Regions from separate parts of the Gossypium hirsutum genome. Here regions 2 and 3 are each linked to region 1. The links are chromatin contacts, called in public Hi-C maps. All regions are on one chromosome and are shown on one strand. Each heading gives the region's core, a stretch centred on a gene start, on an enhancer-like site or on the middle of the called end of the contact. The rest is flanking DNA. Distances are from core to core; before and after follow the strand shown. Region 1 holds the start of LOC107926612 (anthocyanidin 3-O-glucosyltransferase 5). Region 2 holds the start of LOC121211341 (pentatricopeptide repeat-containing protein At5g66631). Region 3 holds the start of LOC107920494 (UDP-glycosyltransferase 72E1).

Evidence for each region. Hi-C and Micro-C count contacts between places; a contact is called where the count stands out from the background.
Region 2: a Hi-C map of leaf shows a contact between it and region 1, with 1.8 times the contacts expected there. The contact joins the promoter of LOC121211341 here to the promoter of LOC107926612 in region 1. A contact is called at or near these places in 2 of 34 Hi-C or Micro-C datasets (callus and leaf).
Region 3: a contact with region 1 is called in a Hi-C map of leaf, with 2.1 times the contacts expected there. The contact joins the promoter of LOC107920494 here to the promoter of LOC107926612 in region 1. A contact is called at or near these places in 3 of 34 Hi-C or Micro-C datasets (callus and leaf).

Annotation. Positions count from the first base shown.
Region 1 is chrA12:16,410,181-16,413,448 of Gossypium_hirsutum_v2.1, forward strand. LOC107926612 (anthocyanidin 3-O-glucosyltransferase 5) reads right to left here and starts at 1,667. Exons shown (of 1, transcript XM_016857508.2): 1 at 1-1,667. The coding sequence starts at 1,484. The coding sequence ends at 39.
Region 2 is chrA12:16,603,683-16,606,958 of Gossypium_hirsutum_v2.1, forward strand. It overlaps LOC121211341 (pentatricopeptide repeat-containing protein At5g66631), which reads right to left and starts at 1,751. Exons shown (of 3, transcript XM_041084055.1): 1 at 1-1,751. The coding sequence starts at 1,751.
Region 3 is chrA12:16,164,595-16,167,916 of Gossypium_hirsutum_v2.1, forward strand. LOC107920494 (UDP-glycosyltransferase 72E1) reads right to left here and starts at 1,930. Exons shown (of 1, transcript XM_016850236.2): 1 at 281-1,930. The coding sequence starts at 1,801. The coding sequence ends at 368.

The sequences.
Region 1 (3,268 bases), core at 417-2,916:
AAGAGACTCAGAATATAGTTTAATAGATAAAGCAAAGCTTAACGCATTAATTGAGCTAACGCTTTAAAAGAAGAACCATTGTGATTCCAAGCTTTTTCTCCACTCAATTTGAGTTGTTTGACTCTAGCTCTCATTGCATGCCCTTCTTCATCATCCATTAGCCTTTTCACCATCAACTTTATCTCCTCTCTTTCTACAATTTCCTTTGATGGCAATGTTTTGGATCGCACTGCTATTTTCAGCTCTTCTACCAACAAAGTAGCATTCATTCTCTGTTCTGCATATAGGGGCCAAGCTATCAAGGGTACTCCATGGGTGATACTTTCTAAGGTCGAATTCCACCCATAGTGCGACAAAAATCCCCCAACTGATTGATGCCTCAAAATTTCAACCTGTGGAGCCCAATCAGAGATTATCAGTCCCATATTGTTGCTCCAGCCCAAGAATCCTTCAGGCAAATAGCCTGCTAATCTTTCATCATTGCAGTCATTTCCAACGGTGAAAAATGACCCATGACAGGATTTTCCAACAACTGGTGTTCGGACCACCCAAATGAACCTTTGTTGGCTTAGCTCTAAACCCAAAGCCAGCTCTCTCATTTCCTCCTTTGTCAATATCCCCCCACTCCCAAATGATATGTACAAAACAGACTCACTCAGTTGCTTGTCTAGCCAATGAAACATTTCACTTTTGTTCGAGTCAATTGGTCTGTTTGGCGTTGTTACCATTGGCCCAACTGGATAGATTGGAGCCTTGCTGATACCACCCCAGAGCTTATCATCTCTCAAAGCTTCAAGCGTTGCTGGTTCCAGCTCCTCCCATGTGTTAAGCAAAATCCCATCTGCCATTGGGATCTTAATCCCCATATTTAAATATTCCAAGTATTGTTGATCAGATCGACATAACATTGGATCTACTACATCTTCAAGTTGAAGAGGCCTACATCCGGGGATAAACAAAGCATCCTTTTCATCAACGTACTCTCCCTTGACAACCTCATCGAGAACCGGAAGATATAAAGTCAAAGCAAGAAACCATGCATGCGAGGGGATGTAAACAAACTTGGGAATCTTAAATTGATCGGCGATGTCCATACTTTCATATCCGAATAAATCAACAATGAGAAGTGTTGGAGGGACACTCAAAGCAGAGACAGCAGATGAAAAAGCTGGTTTAATTTCACGCATAATAACAACTATTCGAGTAACCACCGCGGCATCAGCATGGACAAGGTGAGAAATATCGGGTGGTGGGAGAAGGATGATTCGACATAGGTTCAGGCTCATAAACGATTGGATTACCAGAGATTCTGCGGCTGATAGTGAAGGAACAACGAAGATGGTTACCTTGGAATTAGACAGAGTGGCTAGGCGCTTTGCAAGCTCCAGGACTGGAGTAAGGTGGCCTAAACCAGGGCTTGATAACAGTACTACGTGAGTCTCCAATTTACTTTCCATGTCTGAAACAAAAACAAGAGCCAGCATAGAAGAAAAGTCATGGTATTTTTATGTCAATAAATAGAGACTGATTTTAGTTTACAAGTGTTGGAGAATTCTTCTCTTTCAATTATCAAACAAATGTGGACTATTTTGGAGTGTTTATAAACTTGCTTTTCCAGCAACTGTGTTACACATTTTAAATTTCATGTAATGATATTCGTTTTCAAATTATCTATTCTTAAGCTCACATCTGTCCTTCTAGAGTAGTTCATTGCTATGAAAGGTTGATCCAAGTAAGAAGAGTCCAATTTTACACCACACAATTGATACCCTTTTCTAAGTATAACGATTGGCTCACAATCCATAATTTAATGTGTAGCTAACGGTTGCATATCAACAGAAATTTTGATCTCACTATTTTTCCTTTTTACTCGTTTAGGCTTGTTTTTTTTTTAATTATAGTTCTAAAATTTAAAAAGTTATAAAATAATTTTTTAGCTACTTGAAAATTTTTTATTTAAATCATTAAATTATTTGAATTTTTTTTATTTAATTCACCATGCTATTAATTATTTTTTTAAAAATTCAGTTAACGAGTTCCAAGCAACGATTCGATAACCGATACAGTGGATCAGCATCATCCACAAGTAGAAGAACATATCTTAGATCCAAGTTGATCTAATAATCAATGTCGGAGATCCAAGTTGATCCACATGGCAAACATAGATTAAATAAAAGATATTTAAATATATATATTAATAAAAAATATAATTTTTTTACATCAAGAATGAATATGAACATATGGTTGTTGAGATATTTTTAGTAAGTTCACATATATATTTCTATTTTTATAAAATATTAATTTTTAGGTTTTATTATTATAAATATATATAATATATATTTATAAAAATATAAAAGAATTACAATATTTTAGAAAACGTATAAAAATTTATAATATATAAATTAATAAAAAATCTAAAATCTATAAATTTATAAAAATATATAAACATATAAAAGAACTAAAAATTTCTAAATTTACAGAAATATATATATATATATAGATATATATAGATATAGATATATAAAAGAACTAAAAAGTATGTCTACATTAATTTTGAACAACCTTTTGTCAATGTTCACTCTTGATGTTAAAACTTTTTTATATTATATTAATTTATATATTTTAACTTTTTTTAAAAAAAATTATATATTTTTTAATTTCAAAATAATAATATCCTGATATTTTAGTTAAAAAGCATATAAACTTATTAACAAATATATCTAGAATGAATTTGGACAAATGTGCAATGATTTGATCTTCAGTGGTACAAGATAATGTAGTTTCGAAATCTCATTTTCGTAAACCGAGTCTGTAAATATAAAATAAGAATATTTAATTTTCATAAACCGAGTCTGTAAATATAAAATAAGAATATTTACAGAGTTATGGTGAGAAAATAATAGAGAATGGTCAAGTAATTTAGTCGATAAAATAGTTAATTAAGGTTCGGGGATTAAATTGTAAAAGTCCAATCGCTATAAAATTTTAATTAAGCAAAAGCTTGAGAACTTAAATAGCAATTATCCCAAGGACTAAAATAATAAATAAACCATTGTTTCTTATAGTTAGTGGATGATGATGACATTCTCCATTAAGTGAGATTAACTGTTAATTATGTTAGTTAAGCCATGAATTAAACTAGGCTAATTAATGGCTAATTAGGATATAAAGGTGAAAGTTAGTGGAGATTCATCATCTTCATTAGTTCACCGTCCACCATAGCCAGAAGTTGGAGAAAGTTTCAATAAACATACGACCTTTAAATTAT
Region 2 (3,276 bases), core at 501-3,000, 190 kb after region 1:
CTATATGCAAGTGCAGCTCTTTGACACTTGCAATAAGCTTGGATTAACAACTTAAACATATAGGCATCTGGTTCCATACCACTCTGTCTAATCATCGAAAAGAGCTGCTGAACAGTTTTGATATCCCCCTGTAGTGCAAAGTGATATATCAACCCAGAAAATGTCTGGATATCTGGGCAAATACCATTTAGAATCATCTCATCAAGTATATCCAGGGCATCTGTATTCCTACGACACTTTGTTAATGCCCTCAAGAGAGAAGAATATAAAAGCATTAGATTGAACCTTGATATGTGACCACAGAGAGTTCTATCATTGCGGAAGACCTTCAAGGCAGCATCAGCATTCTTTGAAATGCCATAGAATTCAACAAGCAACCTGATGGTGCTGAAAGGCAATATCATTTGCTCCCTCCTTACTTTATTTATAAGTTTATCTACTAATTCAACATTTCCATGGCGTGCCAGTAGAGTCATCATTCTTTGCACTGTGTAAATGTCATGACTGAATCCTGGCTGAGAAGCTACCCAACAGAAGAAATTCCAAGCTGTCTCAGGTGAAGTGAAATTCCTCAGAACTTTGCAAACCAACCTACTAGTCCACACAAATTTAGCATCTTCTAATATAGTTACCACTTCAGGACTCCATTGTTTTAAGGCATTTGCCAAAGCTTTTGGATCCAACCATGGTTTCAGTTTGACCGTATGAACATCAACTCCCTCATTTACATCATCGTCACCATCCTCATCCTCATCCTCGTCACTACTATCCTCACAAGAACCTACACTCTTGATCCTTCCATCAGGCAACATTTCTACAAGAAACTCATCCGTCTCACCAGCAAACCCTGCCTCCTTCATTCGTTCCAAATATATTCGCATTGCCCGTCCAGGAAGTTTCCCATCCTCCCTCATTTCTTTAAGCAAACTTTTCACCACATCAAACCGTTCTCCACCAACAAACCCTTCAACCAAAATCAGAAACTGTTTCAAAGTCCTCTTTATTCTCATTGAAGGCAACACAGTGAACACTTCCATAGCGGCATCCAACTTCCCTAACCTTACAAGATGCTCTATCAAAATCGTGTAAGTCCTGGAATTTGGAATCACTCCTTGATCAATCATACCTCGAAAAGCTTCCACGGCTTCAAAATTCATATCCTTTTTAGCATAAAGCCCCATGACAATGTTGTGAGCCTCTGTTGATAGGCGATTTTCCTCATTCCTATACTCTTCCCATGTTTCCAAAACTTTTTGAAGGTCCCCAGCAGTAGAATACCAAAACAAAAGGTTCATGAAACTGGCTTTAACATTGTTAAATTTTCTATCTTTAGCGTCACCGATCAGGGCCTTGAGTTCCACCTTTCGCTTGAACTTAGCAAGAACAGTAGCAAAAGCAAAAATAGTATTCTGTGAATGCGCAAAGTTTGGAACTTGCTTAAGGTTTTCAAAGAAAGAAATGGCAGAGTCCGCTGAAGGAGCAGAACGAAAAGCGTTAGCAACAACGAAGGAGTCAAGGAGTCGAGTTTGGAGAAGAGGGTTGAGTGAGTTAGGAGAGTTGGAACGGAGAGCGAGTCGGATTGAGTCAATGAGCTTGGCTCGGTGAAGGTAATGAGTAAGTTTGTTGGGGAATGGGTCGCGTGCAAAGGAGCGAACTTGTTGGTTTAGGAGGCTAAACAGGTTTTTAGAAGGCGAGAATCGTTCAAAAATCATTGCAATTTTATCAAAATGGAAAGACTGGGAAATAATCATCAAGCTAGCTTTGGGTCATGGTTTTTTGCGATGACAAAAACACGAACAGTTGGTCTGCATGCGAGATCTTTGACAAATCATGTCTTCAACGGCTGGATCGCGCCCTTTGAATTATTACGGGTCTAACTCTGAGGTCGCATCTGCCATTTGCCATGGCTTGTGATAAGGGTTAAAAGGTCGAAACTTGGGAATTCTGACCCAAATTTGAAATCACAACCAAATTAAATTAACAATTCAACATATATAACAGACTTTATAAAATTATCAAAATATGCCGATTTTTAGACACTTCTAGTTGGAAGTGTTTTTAGGTGAAATGTAGAAAAACGTTTCCAGCTAAAATCGCTTTCTGCCATGTTACTAGTAAAATGCTTCCAGCCGAAAGCGTTTATAAAAAATGCTTCTAGTTAGACGCATTTTTCACCCAATGACTAATTTTAAAGGAGCGGACGAACTCAGTTGGGGGTCCGCCGTGTTTGTGATATTGTACCGAGATATGTGTCGGGTGAAACAATCACGAAAAATCAAAATTGGTAGTTACATTTTACTATTGCAATCATGAGCGTGGTACTGATTTCCATTTTTGTGTCCTCGAGTGAACTACCCGTATACATTCCCACTCATAACAATGTAAAATTCATTAGATATTACCAAAATAAAATTGAATAAAATTAAAATTAAAATTATTGTGCTAACAAGTTTTTTAAATAGATGGAACCGTTGGCTAAGTCCATAGGATTACCTACTAAGCTTCAAGATATACGGCTTCTATTAGACCAACGACCAGAAGATGAGGTATCTATTTATTTAAATTCGAACTATATAATATTAACGTAGTGGATTTTGTATTTAGTAGTATATATATAACTAATGTTTTTTTATCCATTGGTAGTGTACACTACCGTCGAGATGCACAAGACCAATAAAGCATTGCGGTAGTTCGGATTCCGGCAGTTGATTCACGTGGCTCCTCAAGACCTTGATTATTTGCATCCTATCAACTTGCGGCGGTCAGATGAGAATTGGTCGGTATTTCACTCCTAACATATCAACATGTGAAATAATCGGTATGATTTCTTACCTACTAGTGAACCTATTGTCGCTCCGGAGTTAGCATGTGATCCAAAGTACATGTAACACCCTAAACCCGGCCTAGACGTCTAGACCAAATTTGGAGAGTTACATCATCAATACTAAAAATACCACAATTATAACGCAGTCAAAATAAGTCATTCATCACATAATATCCATCACAACAATTAACTAAGCATAAAATCTTCACAAATACCATAACATCATAAAATACTAAAATTCCTAGTAGTAATACTTAAAAGAAAAATAAAAGCTTGACCGAGCTCTCGCAGCGCCGACCCGTTCAAGTCTGTGAACCACCTACAATTCAATTAGAAAATAATGAGTTGTGAACTCAGTACATAAAAGAGGTTCATTCATGTGTAATACAATTGAAAGAGCATTCTCAAATTCCTGAGATTTGATTAAGCAACAAAAGTCATTCCAGTTCAGA
Region 3 (3,322 bases), core at 680-3,179, 250 kb before region 1:
TCTCCCTTTCCCTCATCCCCTATTATCTCCTTTCTTCTTCAGGTTTCTTACATTTTTGGCGAGGGTAAAAAAAGTATATTTCACTATTCGTTGGAGACCAGTGATAGCATTCTTTGGTCTCCTCAGATAGTCAATACAGCCTCGGATGTAAAAAGAAAAGAATGGGTCATTCATTGGAATAGAGTATGGAATGGGGCTTGAATAGGATTCCTATTTACCATGTAAAGTTTTGAATTGGACAGAAAAAGTTAAAAAAGGAGTATTGGGTTCAACTATAAACTTACCAGAATTCACCTTAAACGAATTTATTCATGTTCATAATTTATACGTACATGACAATGTGTTTATTTAAAACATTAAAACATGATCAAGCCCCAGAAGCCTTTGTTTTCAGGTGCTGAATACAGATGTTTGCAACTTGGGACATGGAATTATAAGACGAACCACCTTTGGCCAATGCATTTTCCGCACTATCTTTTAGCTCCTTAATCCTTGATCGTATGTTTCGTCCTTGACGATCCACCAATATTTTTCTAACCACCAATCTTATCTCTTCTCTCCCCACCGCTGCATCTGATTCTACCGCCATCACTCGAATGCTTGCTCCAATGTCTTCCGTCAACATCGAAGCATTCATCTTCTGCTCAGCGTAAAGAGGCCATGCAATCATCGGCACCCCATTGACTATACTCTCCATGGTTGAATTCCACCCACAATGGGTTAAAAACCCACCAATCGACGGATGACTCAATACTTCGACTTGGGGTGCCCACATAGGGACTAGTAGCCCTCGATCTTGGGTCCTAACCAGAAACCCATCAGGCAAATAATTTAGGGTGGCATCAGATCCATTTCCCAAAGCGAGAAAGGTCCCTGCTGCGTCATTTTCAATAGGAGGACGAAGCACCCAAACAAACTTTTGTTGGCTAAGCTCCAGCCCCCAAGCTAGCTCTTTAACTTGTTGGGCAGATAAGGTTCCGCCGCTCCCAAACGACACGTAAATAACTGATTGTTTCGGTTGCTTATCGAGCCAAGCTATTATTTCGTTACCAAAAGCCGACTTTTCAATTGGTCTCACCAGTGGACCGATGGGGTAAATGGGTACCTTCTTTGTCTCTCTCAAGGCTTTAAGAGTTGTGGGTTCAAGTTCATCCCAAGTATTAACCAAAATGCCATCAGTCAAAGACATTTTATTGATTGCTTCAACATATCCTTGGTAAAATGGATCGTTGGCATCCATGAAAAAAACTTCGAGGTTATGCTCAAACTTAATGGGCTTGCAACCCGGAATGTGCAGTGGCTTACGGTTCTTAACATGCTCATCGATCTCTTTCCTATCAATCTCCAGAGTACACAACATAACTGCAAGAAACCATGCATTAGAAGCTATGAATACGAACTTTAACATATTATATTCATCCGCAATCTCCAAAGCATCAGTTCCGAACAAGTCCACAACTAGAGCTGTGGGGCGAAACTCCATCTTAGAGATTTCAGATCTGAGAAACGGCATAGACCGTAGCACCGTTGTCACTATTGTTGCTATAAACGAAACAGAGGGTCCACCTATGTCGGAAACGTCAATAAAAGGAAGTAAAACAATATCAAGGAGATCACCAGAGTCTGCTGGTGATTCAAGTAGATGGGTGTTTGCGAGTGAGGCATGGTCGGTTGCCACAACAAAGACAGTAACTTTGAAGCTTTGATGGGAAACAAGATGCTTGGCAAGCTCCAGCACTGGGATCAAGTGTCCCATTCCAGGGCTTGCAAGGAGAGCTATATGAGACATTGTGGTTTCCATGGAATGCTGGTCCGCAAACTAACTTTGATACTAACGGAAGAGAATCAGTTAAGATGGGGTAAGTTTAAGAGTGGCGGTGCACTGCATTCGTTGGTGTCTTATTTATAGATAGGAGGTCCAGTTCATTCGTCATAGGATATTATAGGATTTAGAGAGTGCACAAATGGGATCCAACCCGTTCAAACTCGATTTATAAAAAAATTGGAAAACTTCCGAATTTAATGTTATTTAAATCAACATGGCCGAAAATAAAAAAAGGATAAATTCTATAACTAATTATTTAATTTTTTATTTTAAACTTTAAAAATAAAAATTTTAATTTAAACATTCGTATTAAATAATTCCATCATTTTTATTAGTATCATGTTGTTTACTTTCAAGTCACATGGCATGTGGTATTTTTATTTGGTTTTGTTTTATTTCAAATTTTAATTTAAATTATTTTAAAATAAATGTTTGGCTTATTATATATTAATATCTATAATAAAAATAAATAAATGTTTGGTCCATTATGCATTAATATCTATGATCTATAACCTATATATAAGCGCTTTGGACCTTCCTACCTAGGCACGTGTTGCTCTTATCTTATTTTGAGAGAGAGACAGAGTAAATGTGGCAGAGTATGAATGTGCAAAGTCTTTTTTATAGATTATAACAATCATCAAATTTTAATAGGCCATTCATAGCCTAAACCCTTTATTTAGATTAAAATTATGTAACTTTTAAGAATAGTTAACTTTTAGTTTACATTAATTATAATATATATTTTTTGTTATATGGGTAAGTATTTTTTTTGTATTTTTAAATTACCATTCAAGTGAAATTAACAAAAGAATTTAATGGTGTTAACAATTAGACTTGAATTTTTAAATTCAAAAAGTAGAGGGACTAAATTCTTAAAAATAAAAGTATGAAGATTAAATTCTAAATACACGAAGAGTAAAGAGACTTGAAGTATATTTTAATCTTCAAATTTTAATCTATAATTTAGTTAAAAAAAATATGCGAAGCGTGATAAAAAATCATACTAATATATATGTTTACGGGCATGAGAGGGTGCAAGTCGAACTCAGGTCCCTCTTTTATTTGTAATGTTCTTCAAAAGTTTTTCCATAAAATATTATTTTTTCTTAATCAATGTAACTTCTATTTCATATAAAAACCTCTAAAGAAGTTATAAAGATAAGTCACAAACACCTCATTACTCAAAACATTAGTTAATTTAACAATTACAACAAAAAGAACACTATCCTAAAATGTCAACATGTTAAAAATCCTAGTCTAAACTATTTTTTTATCAACTTAAAAAATTATGCTCCTACTGAAATGAATCTGTAACACCCCTTACCCGGGACAAACTAGTACATCATGAGCAAAAGATGTTACAATTGGACACTAAAGCTAACTTAATTTGAGCATCAATTTCAAGACTTTACTTTAACATAAATTGACTCTTTGAAAGTTTTTCAAGTCATTTCTAGGCTTACTTTTTACAAACAAGGGTCATTCGGGGCTTAA